3 separate regions of the Sus scrofa genome follow, and regions 2 and 3 are each linked to region 1. A link is a contact called in public HiChIP or PLAC-seq data. All regions are on one chromosome and are shown on one strand. The core of a region is the stretch at or near the end of the contact, and the rest is flanking DNA. Distances in the headings are between cores, read along the strand shown. Region 1 has its middle 14 kb from the start of ARNT. Region 2 overlaps RPRD2 (regulation of nuclear pre-mRNA domain-containing protein 2). Region 3 overlaps ADAMTSL4 (ADAMTS-like protein 4).

The links. HiChIP or PLAC-seq counts read pairs in DNA pulled down with a chosen protein or histone mark.
Region 2: an H3K27ac HiChIP or PLAC-seq map of skeletal muscle shows a contact between it and region 1, with 3 times the contacts expected there. The contact joins two enhancer-like sites. A contact is called at or near these places in 2 of 47 Hi-C or Micro-C datasets (embryonic fibroblasts and epiblast stem cells) and 1 of 2 datasets of contacts at active chromatin or transcription factors (skeletal muscle).
Region 3: an H3K27ac HiChIP or PLAC-seq map of skeletal muscle shows a contact between it and region 1. The contact joins two enhancer-like sites. A contact is called at or near these places in 1 of 47 Hi-C or Micro-C datasets (embryonic fibroblasts) and 2 of 2 datasets of contacts at active chromatin or transcription factors (alveolar macrophages and skeletal muscle).

The regions. Positions count from the first base shown.
Region 1 is chr4:98,317,402-98,321,701 of Sscrofa11.1, reverse strand. No RefSeq gene overlaps it. Among named protein-coding and RNA genes, the nearest start is that of ARNT, 14 kb to the left of the region's middle. Within about 2 kb of position 2,516, at least 4 of the 83 cell types and tissues checked have an H3K27ac peak or open chromatin away from gene starts, as enhancers often do. A contact at or near this core is called in alveolar macrophages and skeletal muscle, where this site is marked.
Region 2 is chr4:98,637,477-98,641,776 of Sscrofa11.1, reverse strand. It overlaps RPRD2 (regulation of nuclear pre-mRNA domain-containing protein 2), which reads left to right. Exons shown (of 11, transcript XM_013988087.2): 11 at 1-852. Among named protein-coding and RNA genes, the nearest start is that of TARS2, 4.3 kb to the right of the region's middle. Within about 2 kb of position 2,251, at least 7 of the 83 cell types and tissues checked have an H3K27ac peak or open chromatin away from gene starts, as enhancers often do. A contact at or near this core is called in skeletal muscle, where this site is marked.
Region 3 is chr4:98,574,336-98,578,635 of Sscrofa11.1, reverse strand. ADAMTSL4 (ADAMTS-like protein 4) reads left to right here. Exons shown (of 19, transcript XM_013997190.2): 19 at 1-823. The coding sequence ends at 91. Among named protein-coding and RNA genes, the nearest start is that of ADAMTSL4, 13 kb to the left of the region's middle. Within about 2 kb of position 2,370, at least 79 of the 83 cell types and tissues checked have an H3K27ac peak or open chromatin away from gene starts, as enhancers often do. A contact at or near this core is called in alveolar macrophages and skeletal muscle, where this site is marked.

The DNA.
Region 1 (4,300 bases), core at 1,267-3,766:
TGCCCAGAGAAATGTACAAGGGTATCCACTGCAGGAATTTTCTGGTGGCTCAGCAGTTTAAGGATCCAGTGTTGTCACTGCCATGGCTCTGGTTACAGCTGTGGAGAGGGTTCAGTCCCTGGCCACAGAACTTTTGTATGCCACAGGCACAGCCAAGAAAAAAAAAAAAAAAAGGTATCCATTGCAATGTTCATATAATAATAGGGACAATGCAAATGCCCACTAATAGGGAAAATGGACCATGGGAGATCTATGCAATGGAGTACCTGAGGACTCAGTAGCCATTAAAAAGAATGAAGTAGATGTGTATGTATTAAAATGAAAAGATGTGCAGCAACATGGATGGAACTAGAGACTCTCATACTAACTGAAGTCAGAAAGAGAAACACAAATACCATATGATATCACTTATATCTGGAATCTAACATATGGCACAAATGAACCTGTCTACAGAAGATAAACTCATGGACATGGAGAACAGACTTGTGGTTGCCAAGTGGGATGGGGAGGGAGTGGGATGGACTAGGAGTTTGAGGTTAGTAGAAGCAAACTATTGCATTTGGAGTGGATAAGTAATGAGGTCCTGTTGTATAGCACAAGGAACTACATCTAAACACTTGTGATGGAACATGCTGGAGGATAATATGAGAAAAAATATATATGTATAACTGGGTCACTGCTGTACAGCAGAAATCGAGGGAACATTGTAAATCAACTATAATAAAATTCTTTTAAAAATCTGCTTTTTAAAAATAAAATGCAATAAAATACAAAGTAAAATGAAAACTGGCCAAGATACACTGTTAAGTGAAAAAGCACAAAATAAGTATTATTTTGGGAATTCCTACTGTGGCTCAGAAGTAACGAACCCAGCTAGTATCCATGAGGACTTGGGTTCAATCCCTGGCCCCACTCAGTGGGTTAAGGATCCAGTGTTGCTGTGAGCTGTGGCATAGGTCGCAAACACGGCTCAGATCTGAAGTTGCTGTGGCTGAGGCATAGGCCTGTGGCTACAGCTCCAATTCAACCTCTAGTACTGGGAACCTCCATATGCTGTGGGTATGGCCCTAGAAAGACAAAAAAAAAAAAAAAAAAAAAAAGTATTACCTTGTGAATAAAAATACACATTTTAGTAAATACAGAAATTGAAGCTGGAGAAATTCACCAAACTGTTAACCAGGTATCTCTGAAGAATGAGATTAATGGGAGATTTTTATCTTTTGGTATGTGTATCTGTAATGTTTGAATTAATATGAGTTTACATCTCATTTGTAATTATAAAAAACAAATATATAACAATTTTGTTTCAAGGTCCATCACTAAATAGATGGAAGGTGGAGTTCCCATCGTGGCACAGCGGTTAATGAATCTGACTAGGAACCATGAGGTTTCGGGTTCGATCCCTGGCCTTGCTCAGTGGGTCAAGGATCCGGCGTTGCTGTGAGCTGTGGTGTAGGTTGCAGACTCAGCTCAGATCCCACATTGCTGTAGCTCTGGCATAGGCCAGTGGCTACAGCTCTGATTCGTCCCCTAGCCTGGGAACCTCCATATACCGCGGGAGCGGCCCTAGAAAAGGCAAAAAAAAAAAAACCTAAATAGATGGAAGCTATTACTGTGAGCCCCAAAGCCTGGTTTTGTTTCAGTTTTTCCTACCCTAGAAAGAAAAAGATAATACCCTTATCGTCCCTCAACTTCTGCACATAATTTGAGATGGTAAGGTCAAGGACAAGAGAAATTTGGAAACTGAAAATATTTTTTATTGCTATAATTCGTGTTACCTGGGAAAAGAAAAGCTTGAAGCCTGGGACTATACCTCATTCTCCATTCTGCCCCAGCCTCTAGCACAGTGATTGACATCTAGTAGGCAATCAGTAAATATGAATATGTATTAAATATACAGCACACCTTTCAGGAGTTACTTTTTTTCAAGGTGTCATAACGCCTTGAAAACTTATCTGCTTGAACAAAATAAATTTTGAGTAGATAATATCCCCACAAAAAATCCTCCCAGTTCTTACCTTGAAGCCCTGGAGGATGTCCCTCCAGAAATATTCTGTATACTTACAAGTGTATACACACACACACACACACACACACACACACACACACACACTCTATAGAAGCTTCTGTGATGAATCCAATAAAACCTTACAGGAAATGATAGTAAATGTTGCATTCAAGGTATATGTATGTGTATAATAACTAATGCTAGGTAAAATAGTTTTGTCTTTTCTGATTCAAATGTCCTAAGAAAATTCTTCTTGAGGAAAAGGGAAGATTTTAGAGCTCCACTGTTCTTGTTGACAAGACACCTCCAAAGTTCCTGATTCTTTAAGGCAGGTATGGGAGATTCAAGAATTCACATTTCTAGCAATTTCTCAGGGGATGCTGCTAATGCAGAGAATCATTGCACAGACCCGAAAAGCTGGCTACCGAACCATCTTCTACCACCCACGTGATCCCACTTAGAAGGTATTACTATGAACTATTAACCTTGGCTGTCCCAGCCCTGGCAGTGTTGTGGAAATATACTTCTACTGATCTAGGCTCCAATTTAATCTAGTGGGATCGTTTTCTCACTCACTATGGGAGTGTCTGAAACGTGATCCTGTTTTAGTTGAACTATTCATGAAGCATCACAGTTCAGTGTGGGAGTGGGAAAGGGAAAGAGCCACCAACCACTCTCCTTTTGTAAGAAGGGTCTGATGAAAAGAGGAGAGGCTGCCAAGAGATATGCCTGAGTAGGAGACTGCCCTGCCAACAGCCAGCCTCGGATAGCTCTCTCTCAAAGGGCAAGTACCCGTCCTGCCTTCCTGGTGAAGTTTTTATGGGAATAATTCCAACTCTTCTTTCTGCAAGTTTGGGGACTACTAGGGAAATGTCTGAGGGAAGTAAAGAGCTTTTTCTCCTTAGAGATTTTTTTTTTTTTTTTTTGCAAAGTGAAACTTTCATCTGAGAGGGAAGTCTTGAGCATAGTCTTGCTCTGAAGCAAATTTGGAGGACTTCTGTTAGTCCTGTTAGCTAGAGGATGTCTTTGATTTTAAGGATTATAGTAAGAAAGTTTTATGATGATATTTCTTCACCATCACCTCTCCCTTCAGACTAAACTTATGGCCAGGAAAAAAAGCTGAGCCTTTTTAAGTTTGGGTTGTGGGGTTTTGTTTGTTTTAAGAAATCAGAGTTCCCGTTGTGGCGCAGTGGAAATTAATCTAGCTGGTATCCATGAGGATTTGGGTTCAATCCCTGGCCTCTCTCAGTGAGTCTGGGATCCAGCATTGCCATGAGCTGTGGTGTAGGTCGCAGACATGGCTCCGATCCCGTGTTCCTGTGGCTGTGGCGAAGGCTGGTAACTGTAGCTCCCGTTCGACCCCCAGCCTGGGAACTTCCATATGCCACAGGTAGAGCCCTAAAAAAAAAAAGCAAAAAAAAAAAAAAAAAAAAAAAAGCAAAAGAAAGAAAGAAAAATATAGGGTACTACAGATGGAAAAAATATGGGTACTACAGATGGGGAAAAAAAAACGCAAGGAAAGGAAAAGGTGATTGATCTTTTTTGGAAGTTAAGTGGAAGAGGAACTGACATTGCTGCAGTCATGTAAATGAATACTGTTATTCTGTTCCCTACTTTAGCAGGACTGAATTTTACATAAACCAATAGATTCTTTTCCCTACTCTAATCCTGAGCAGTACTACTATTCAACTCAAAATAGAAACCTTAAGAACCACTAAAAAAATTCTAGGGCAAGTCTTCTCTTTGGAAAACAGATCTTGAATTTACTGTTTTATCTGTCATTTATACCTGTCAAGAAAAGCTATTTTATCTAGGAGGTTTCAGAAGAATGGAAACAGAATATCCAAGTCTCCAATAATTTGTTATGGTTTTTTACCCATTCTAAAAACTTTTAACTAATTTTGTATTTAAAATCTTGTATGCTTTTTCTTAAAGATAGGGACCTCCAAGTGTATAAATGTCAGGCCGTGTAAAACCTGGATTGGATCCTTGCACTTGAAAATAAAAGCCAAAAAACATACACATCATACTTGGAACAAAAACAACATCATCTCTTTTCTTTCCTCCTTTCAATAAGGTTATATGTTAATTTTTAAGGGAGAGGAAAGATATCCTCAGACTAACAGGAGCAAAATTAGCTTCCTGGAATTTGACAGCTGTAAGTGAGAAGTTTGAGACCTTTGAGTCAAAGTTCAGGAATTCAGATTTAATTAGGGGAAGCCAAAATAACTTGATGGGAGTTTCCACTGTGGCTCAGTGGGTTAAGAACCCAACATAGTGTTCATGAGAATA
Region 2 (4,300 bases), core at 1,002-3,501, 320 kb before region 1:
AAAAAGACAATTCTGGTATTCATAACATGAAACAAAGGGGTTTTATTCTTTCTGTCTGTGATTTAAAATTCCGTGCCCATGCTCTGACTTTTGTATTTCAACCTGAATTTTAAAAAATAAACAAGTTTTTTTTTTTTTTTTTTTTTTTTAAAGAAAGCATAGCATAGTGTGTTTTGGCAAGGACGTGATTCATATGAAAGCAGAATATGTGAAGTTGTTACTAAGGTCCTTGGTGCTCACTGTAAAATCACAGACAGAGAATTGGTGGGTGGGGGTCATGAATACACGGGTACTACTTAAAACTCAGTGATACAGTATGAGAAATTGAGTACTTAAGTATTTTGTAAGAGTTTACTTCTTAGTCAGCTTAGATGAGACCTCTCCCTGCTCCCCTCCCAAAAGTTGAGAGTAAATAGAATTTGGTTTGTTTCCAGGGAGGGTAAAATGATCAGAGACTAGAATTTTCATCCTTTCCGATCCCAGGAATACAATGTTTGTGATATATATGGTACAGCAGACCTATCTAGATAATGTGAATATGCTAAACTTCCTAATTGCAGAATATTCACTATCAATCCTGAAGTTACTGGTTCATGCAGAATTAAGCTTCAGCTGTTAATGTTTTGAAGCCGCTGTAAATTACTGCTTTTCCCTTTTTTTTTCCTTCTCCTCTCTGCCCCCCTTTTTTGAATGGGCTGGGGTGCCTGTTAAGATTAAAATTAGATATGTTGGATTGATATTCTCACGTGTTCAGTGTGGAAAACAAAATGAGTATATGCTTTAGAGGCAACAACAATGAAATCTTTTTTGAAATGTGTATTAATATCATTTAATAAAATAACTAGTTCTAAAGGTTTGACATTTTTCTTTGAGATTTGGGGCTTTGACCAAGGGCCCCTGGCTTCTCTGGTGAGTGCAAATAGGAGAGAACTTCTCCAGGAGCTGAAACTTCTGCTTTGTGGAACAGGCCTGTGGTTGGAAAAACTTAAATTTTCTCCAGCAAAGACCCTACGTGACTGTCCAGGGCTGAAGGTGAAACCAGCTACAGAAAGCAGAAAGAAAAGCCTGGATATACCTCTGAAGATAACAGTTGTGTTGGCTTTTGGTCTGAGAGTGCGTGAGGGGTAGAGGGGGTGGTGTGTGTGCCTGCACAGTTCTGAGGCAAACAGACCACCCATCTCGTCCCTTCCTTGTGACCTCTTGCACTTTCTTCTCTTCCAGCCATTCCTTTTTTTTTTTTTTTAATCTCTTTGTCCCCAATATTATGTTTTTGTTTTCCTGTTTAATAAAGTATGGTTTCCTTTGTTGTGTGGTTGACTTTTCCCCTTTCACTTATCTTGTCCAGCTGTCCCCTTTGACTTCTGCCCTCAAAGTCACTGAAGGCAATCTGAGCCTCTTAAGATCTTCATGGCCTTGTGGGTTTTCTGTTTGATCCTTTATGTAATTCAGCTTTGGAAAGAGATGATGGGTGGGTGAGATCGAGGTGTTCAGGGAGTGGTTGGTAATGAAGTGAGTATACTGGTGGATGATAATTTGTGTATATCCTCAAAAAGTCGTATAGTTATGAGCAAAGAAGCAACTTGGGGTGGTGTTGGTAGGGATCCTTCTGGCCAATTCTTTGCCCACATCTACCCTTCTTGCATGTTGATAGTCTATCATACAGAAGCCACACTCAACCCTCCTCTCTTGCCCCATCCCTTTTTCATGACCCAGTGAGGCTTAGTGAATGGAATGTTGGCTTAAAGGGTAAAGAGAGTCACTGCATCTAGACCAGGCCCGGGTCACTGGCAGGGTAGAAGACTCTAAATAGCAGCCTTGAATGCGAAGCTACACGTGTCACCAGATACTTCAGAAATAGCAGCAGCCTAGGAACACACCCAGTAGGTAGGGTGTACCACTGTACTGGCTGCTTCTGGAATCTGGCTCACCCTTTCTTCCTTTCTTGAGACCTTGACTTGCCCACCTGATACCTGTCTCCAGCCCCAAGGAAGCCATAGCTTTTGGAATTTCTCATCAGCCTTTCTGGGCATGTTGAAAATATGTTAACTTCCCTGAAATTGTTTTTATTTAAGTCAGTCTAGTATAGGAGGGACGAGTTAGTCCCTCATGTGTGTAGACAGAATAACAAACACCATCTTAGTGGGTTTTAGGGTATTGAGGTGTTTCTCATACTTGTTTATGAGTAACTATGGACAGGTCCAGTCAGCTGCTATTCACAATTGCTGAGTAGTTAAATCATTGAGGCTGCAAGACGGACACCTGTAAGTGAGATACTAGCTCTTAAGTAAACATCCTGTTCTGCCTTCCCTCATGTAGAAGTAAAGAGAGGCACATGTAAAATGAAATATCAAGTTATTTCTGAGTTAACTGCTGGCAGGAGGACAGGAGAAACCTTCAAGGCTTAGTTACAAGGTTGAGGAGAGGGTGGTAACGTTGAGAACCACAGTTGCCTTATGGTTCCTTTTTTTCCCCCTGTCCTGTGGCAAGAGTCAAAAATTGATAACATAGATGTGGTTGGAGGGGCTAGTGAGCAGTCTCAACAGGAAGAACACAAATACAGGCTGTAGTTTTTTTGTGTTTGACTTAAAAAGGTGTGGGCTAAACCAGTCCATCTCTTGGGGTTCCTCGCAAATTGGAAGTTCCAGCAAAATTACTTCCTTTCCCTTCCCCATTGTATGCCCTTCTTGTTGAGAATTAAGTCCTGTACTGCATAATTTGTGCAAAGAAGGAGATAAGAAGACTTGAAACTTACTACATTTTTCTTGGGGTATTGAAGAAAGTATTCTTCCCATATTTTCTAGGAAGCTGATCATTGTGAAGGGCAGTACAGATTGGTATTCATTTCAAATCTTGGTTATTGAGTAGTGGAAAATAGTTGTATGTAGCCTTCTATAATCCTAGATACAGGACTGCTTTCAGAGTACTTTGCTATTTGCTTTTTTTTTTTTTTTTTTGGACTTCAGCAGTCAAACTTGACACATCCCTGCCCTGGCTCTTGTGTTTCAGAGACTTTATATATTTTTCCTTTGGTCTGGACCTGACAAACCAGGGTCATTTAAAAGGTAGGGTTGGAGGAAGCTGTTTCCTTGTCTCTCTTCTACAGACTCAACAGATGTCTCGGAAAAGGGACATCTTCTAGGTAACCCAAAGGCTTTGTTATCGAAGTTCAGTTTATCCCCATGCCCCTGGTAGGACGTTTTCCCCTCTTGATTTATTCTGAAGATTTGGCTGAACTTTCCCTTTGTGGCATCCTAAAGCGAAGTTAAAATTTGGCCCCATCCTAGATCTTCATTACTAAGGGCAAGAAAAAAATGTTTAACCTAACCTCCCCATAGCACTTAACTATAGCTTTAGCTACTTGGCTAGTTCTTTGCACCTCGAAAGCTTTTGGTGGCAATAATAAAAATCTTTTTATATATTTTACCTTCTTACATTTCTCTTTTTTTACCTCCACTATCTTTTCTACCTCTTTGGTACTTGGAAATTTTTCTTCTAAGAATTGAGATTTGGAGTTATGTGTTGATCCTGATGACAAGTGGGAAATGTAATTTACCTTCAGTGGAAAGAGTTCTTACATATAGGTAGAATACTTACATACGGATTAGAAAAACAATGCCTCCTCAGCCAAAGCATTAGCTAACAAGATGTCTATTTTAAAAGTGGAATAAAACTGAGAATTCCCCAAAATTGATTAAAGGTCTAGGATACCCTTTCCTGAGGATTCCCCTTTCCCTAGACTTCTGTGAAATCTGGCATTATTTCATAAACTCATCTTAGTGTGGTAGGGAATATTTGATGAGATGCCTCTTCTTGGCTTTTTATTGGATCTCTCTCCCCCTTATATTAAAGGCCTCTTAGGCCCCAAAGGCTCCAAGCAGTATGCCTTGGAGAGAAAAAGGGAGATGTGCTACCAAATAAGAGGCATCATCATTATCCTGGTCCCAGAGAGACAACATAGCATGGCATAAAACAGGCCTTGGATTCAGACGGACTGGGGCTTGACTTCTCTGAGGGTCATTTGCAATATTTTAAAGGGAGTTTTAAGAAGAGCTACTGCTTGTTGGAGTTCTAGGAGTTAAATGAGATAGTGAAGCACGAGTCTTGGCACACAGTAGTTGTTCAGTGATATTCTGGTGGAAGGTAAGAGTAGTTTTAGGAATAGATACTTCCCAGGAAGGCTAATGGGTTAAAATTCTGAGGCTGAGACATGCTATTCACAAATCAGAAGTTGTGAAGAACCAGTGATTAATTAATGAGTTGGCCTTAGCTAGCTTGCTCTTGCCTGCTTGCTTGCTGGCTT
Region 3 (4,300 bases), core at 1,121-3,620, 260 kb before region 1:
GGCCCGGCTCTGCGTCTATCCCTACTATACATCCACCTGTTGCCGCTCTTGCGCCCATGTCCTGGAGCGGTCTCCCCCGGAGCCCGCCTGAAATGGGTCCAGGAGACCCTCTCCTCATGGTTTTCTCATGCCACCATCAGTCACCCATCAACCAGCCCACTCTGTACCTTCTGGATCTCCAGCCTGTCCTGGTCTCACTGGGGACGTCCCCCAGGGTGGTTGAAGGTGGCAAGATGACAGTGCCCGACCAGACCTGTGGTTGTGTCTGTGTGATGGTGTGATGGTGTGATGGTGTGTGTGCGCACAGGCCTCCAAATGTGTATCTGGGCCTGTGTGGATGTGTGTGCATCAAGCATCTGTGTCACTTCTCAGGAAGGAGTGACACAGACTGAGAAGGAAGGGGGAGGAGACGACTGTTTCCTTGAGGCTTTTCTAGGCTAAGATGAAAGCAAGTTTGAAGCTCTTGGGAATCTGAGCTACTTAGAGTCTGGCCTCCCCACCAATCCCAACTTTGTATCCTAAGCCTCATCTCTCCCGTTCAGGCCTCACATCTTCTGAACCACCTTTTCGCCCTGCGATTCCTTCTCCCATTACCCAGTCTCTTTATCCCTCCCTCTCACAGTAAGCTAGGGAGGGGGTCAGCCATCCTGCCTTTCCCCAGGAAGAGAGACACTATTTCCCCAGAGCAGGGACCATCTGGACAGAGGAAGGAAAAGAGAAAGGTTAGCATAAAACACCCTAGACCCTGTGCCCCACCTCCTAAAGTGGTTCCCACCCAGAACTAATTTATTTTTTATTAAAAATGATTATGACAAATGAGAAACAGGCTCTTTATTGTCTGCATGGAAACCCAGCCATATAGGCCAGCTAAGCAAGCTGTGTGAGCTTAGAATGAAGGACGGGAAGGGGAACAGGCCCTAAAGCCCACGTGGAGAGCATTTGGGCCCAGAAATGCTAATGAACGAGCCACAGTCACCTGAGACCAGGCACCTCCTTCAGAGAGGATCCTGGCCGACTCTGGGCCTTGCACTTTGGTCATTGACCACTAGAGGTCACCCCTTCCCCCAGTATAGGTATGAGTTTCGCCCCTTGAGTCTGGAGCAGAGGAAACATGGCCTATGGTGGCTTTCTTGGTGGACTGTCTTTCTGTAAAGTCTCTTGGAATCTAATAGTACTTTTTTCCATCTGGGGCTGAAATGAATGGCAGCTGCCTTTTTTTCTTAAGTTTATATGATTTTTATTTTTTCCATTATAATCGATAGCAGCTGCCTTTTCATGGCTCCTTTTTCCTGTTCCCTTCCTTTGGCCCTGCCTCCTGCCTCCCTCGTCTTTTTCTGCTGTTATCCATTTCCCTGTTAAGCTCTTGGTTTATTGCTCTTCGTGGGGCGGGAGGAAAGGAAATGATTTTCAACCCCCACTTCCCTCCGCAGAACCGGAGGAGGAGCCTGGCCTGGCTCTAGGGGACTCGGGGGTGGAGTCGAGGGTGGAGCCAAGGCAGTACTGGATGTCCTGCCAAAGACATTCTTCGGAGATGTCTCACCCTCGTCTCCTCCCTTCTCCCTCCCCCACCCATAGCTACTCTCAAGGTAAATAGCCTGCTGGAGGTGCTGGGAGAGCGGGCAGCCTTTTCCATAACACGGGTCCTCTCCTGACCCCTACACTTCTGAGGTTTGAGTCCAGGTCTCCACTTGTGGAAGGCAGACTTCCTAGGGCCCAAGGGGGAGTGCAGTGGAAGGGAGCTGCTCTCCCCTTGGGAGCGTCCCTCCCCCATGCCTGCACCTCCACAAGTCTAAGACCATAAATAAAGGCCTGCAGAAACAGCTGGACTCAGCAACAGCTGGACTCAGTGACGGCTGTTCCCTGAGCACGCACGCCCAGACCCTGAGAAGGACCTCAGAGCCGCCTTCCACTTCTGCTCTAGCAGCTCCCTGACGTCATACCATTGCCTTGGGACACAGGCCTTCCCTGGGTTGGAAATGGCTGAAAAGGAAGACTCCAGACAGCATCTTGGGAGGAGAGTGGATGAGGAAGGAGGCCAAAGAAAGCTGAGGGAAAGGAAAATGAAACTGACTTTAGTCCAGGGAGAGGAGTGAGGAAGAGGGTACCGGCAACGACCAGTCTCAGTGTCTGCCCTCAGTCTAAAGAGAAGGTGTCAGATGTGTTCGGCTCTCTGGTGAACCTGTGAGGGGATCAAAGATGTGGGGGGAACCAGGGAAGTGGGGCCTAAGCCAGCCTTGTGGACACTGAGGGCTGAGGGTGGAGTCCTGAGCCTGGGGGAGGGGTGTGGTGAGCTGGGGCCCTCCCAGCGATTCCTGGAAACTGAAGGCTGGGCGGTGGCCCTGGCTCAGCTGACTTCTCCGAAGTTCCTCCTCCCTCTGAGGGCCTCTCAGGGCTGTTGCTGGGCGGGCTTGGAGTTTGGCCTGAGCCTGAGAACCAATCACAGGCGGGAATGCCCCCACAGCCCCTCTAGGGCTCCCCCAGCTTCAGGACCTCCCTTCTCTTTCTGAGAGCCCCCAACTCCCTCTTAGCCTCCAGCTTCTGACTTCGCAAGATGCAGGCTTTCATCTGGGTGGGAGTGGGGGTTGCTCCCTTTCCCCTCGGGCTTTAAAGCTAAGATTCTATGCAGCCCTAAGGGTTCTTTCCTCTGGTCACTGAAGTCAGTATGGGGGTCAGTATGAAAATTTTCAGGAAGGGGAACCTGACCCCAAGCACCCCTTTTCCTGGCCCCTTAGAGGGGAGTAGTGTGGCCAGATACCTCTTTGTTGACCTCTGAAACCCTCTGGAGGGACTTGGGAGAGAGGAAGCTGCAACCCAAGGTCAGGGAGATGTGGTGGAGGGGCCCCTAGGTTTGGTTCTCTGGGGGGAATTTAAGGAAGGACTCAGAGGAACTGGACCCCTGAGAATTGAAGTGGGGGTGGGGTGGTGATAGGCACAATCTTCACGTGCACGAGAGAGATCAAGCGTGCAGAAGGCCAGCAGATTGCTAGGGCTTCTCATTTCTGGGTGTTTGCTGGGGGAAGGCGGCTGTGGTTCTGTATCAGTGGACTTAGGGGTGAACTGAGATGTCAGTTCAGCTGGGTCAGAATTCCTCTCCCCTCCCCCCTGGCAGCTTACCCAGGGTAATTACCCACCCAGTGAAGCTACAGCCTTCAGTCTAAGTTTAGCTCCTAAACTTCCCCAAGGAGGAGGGGGCCCTTCCTGCAAGCAGGTGCTCACAGCTGTAGGGGCAGGTCTGAGGAGACCTGTTCTCTTCACTCCTCCAGAGTCAACCTCTCTGGTAACTAGGAGTGAAGTGGAGCACAGGGCCCCAGTTGCTGGCCCAGGCAGGGGTGTCTCAATTTTAAGACACCCACGTAGGAGCCCTTGAGGTGGGGATCCAGGTAGACCGAGATAGCGCAGTAGGAGGGCAAAGGGATTAGAGAACAAAAGGCAAGAAGGTCTCCTCCAGACTGTCTCCAACCAGATCCTCTTTCATTTTTTGCTTTGTCCTTCTCCCCAGTTTTACAAATAGAGACTTGATTTGAACTTGAAGCCCTCCCCACCGGGGTAAGCTGAATCAGGGAGACCTCCCCTCTCCTTAAGGCAGGGAGAATTGTGCTAGACCAGAGATTACAGTTTGGAGGTGGAGTGCAGGTGGGGTTCCTACATCACCTACTCTCCAATCTGACATCTCTGGTTCTGGGAGTCCGCTGGGTGGGGAAGTTAGAGCAGCAGGGGCTTATTTGTCACAGGCAGATGTTGAAGAGATGTCAGTTTAAAGGGGGAGCAGCACCTTCTACAGGAAGTAGAAAGCCTCAGGAAAGTACCTAAGTCTAAGTCTGTCAACAAGAGATATAAACAGTTTGGGTTAACCTCAAACGAGACAGCACCAATCTTCAATCTGACTTTGGGCTCCTTGACCCTGGAGACTGGGGAAGGCTCTAGAGGAGGGCATTTCATGGTTGGAGGTAGAAAGGACAGGAGGTAGACAAGGCTGGAGGGAGGAATGTGCAAAACTAGTCTAAAACAACGTATGCACAAGCCATGGTGGTCTGATCCTAGGGAACCGACTGGCCACAGCAGCTGAAGGAGAGGTGGCTCAGGCCAGGAACCAAGCAGACCACAGCATTTTCCCAGCGAGCACCAGAGAGCTGTGTGTGAATCCCCTGGGAAAGAGTCTTCTTTTCTTTTTTTAAGGGCCTTACACACAGCATACGGAATCTTCCAGGCTAGGGGTCAAATTGGAGCTGCAGATACCAGCCTCTGCCACAGCCACAGCGGATCCAAGCCACATCCTCGACCCACACTGCAGCTTGGGGCT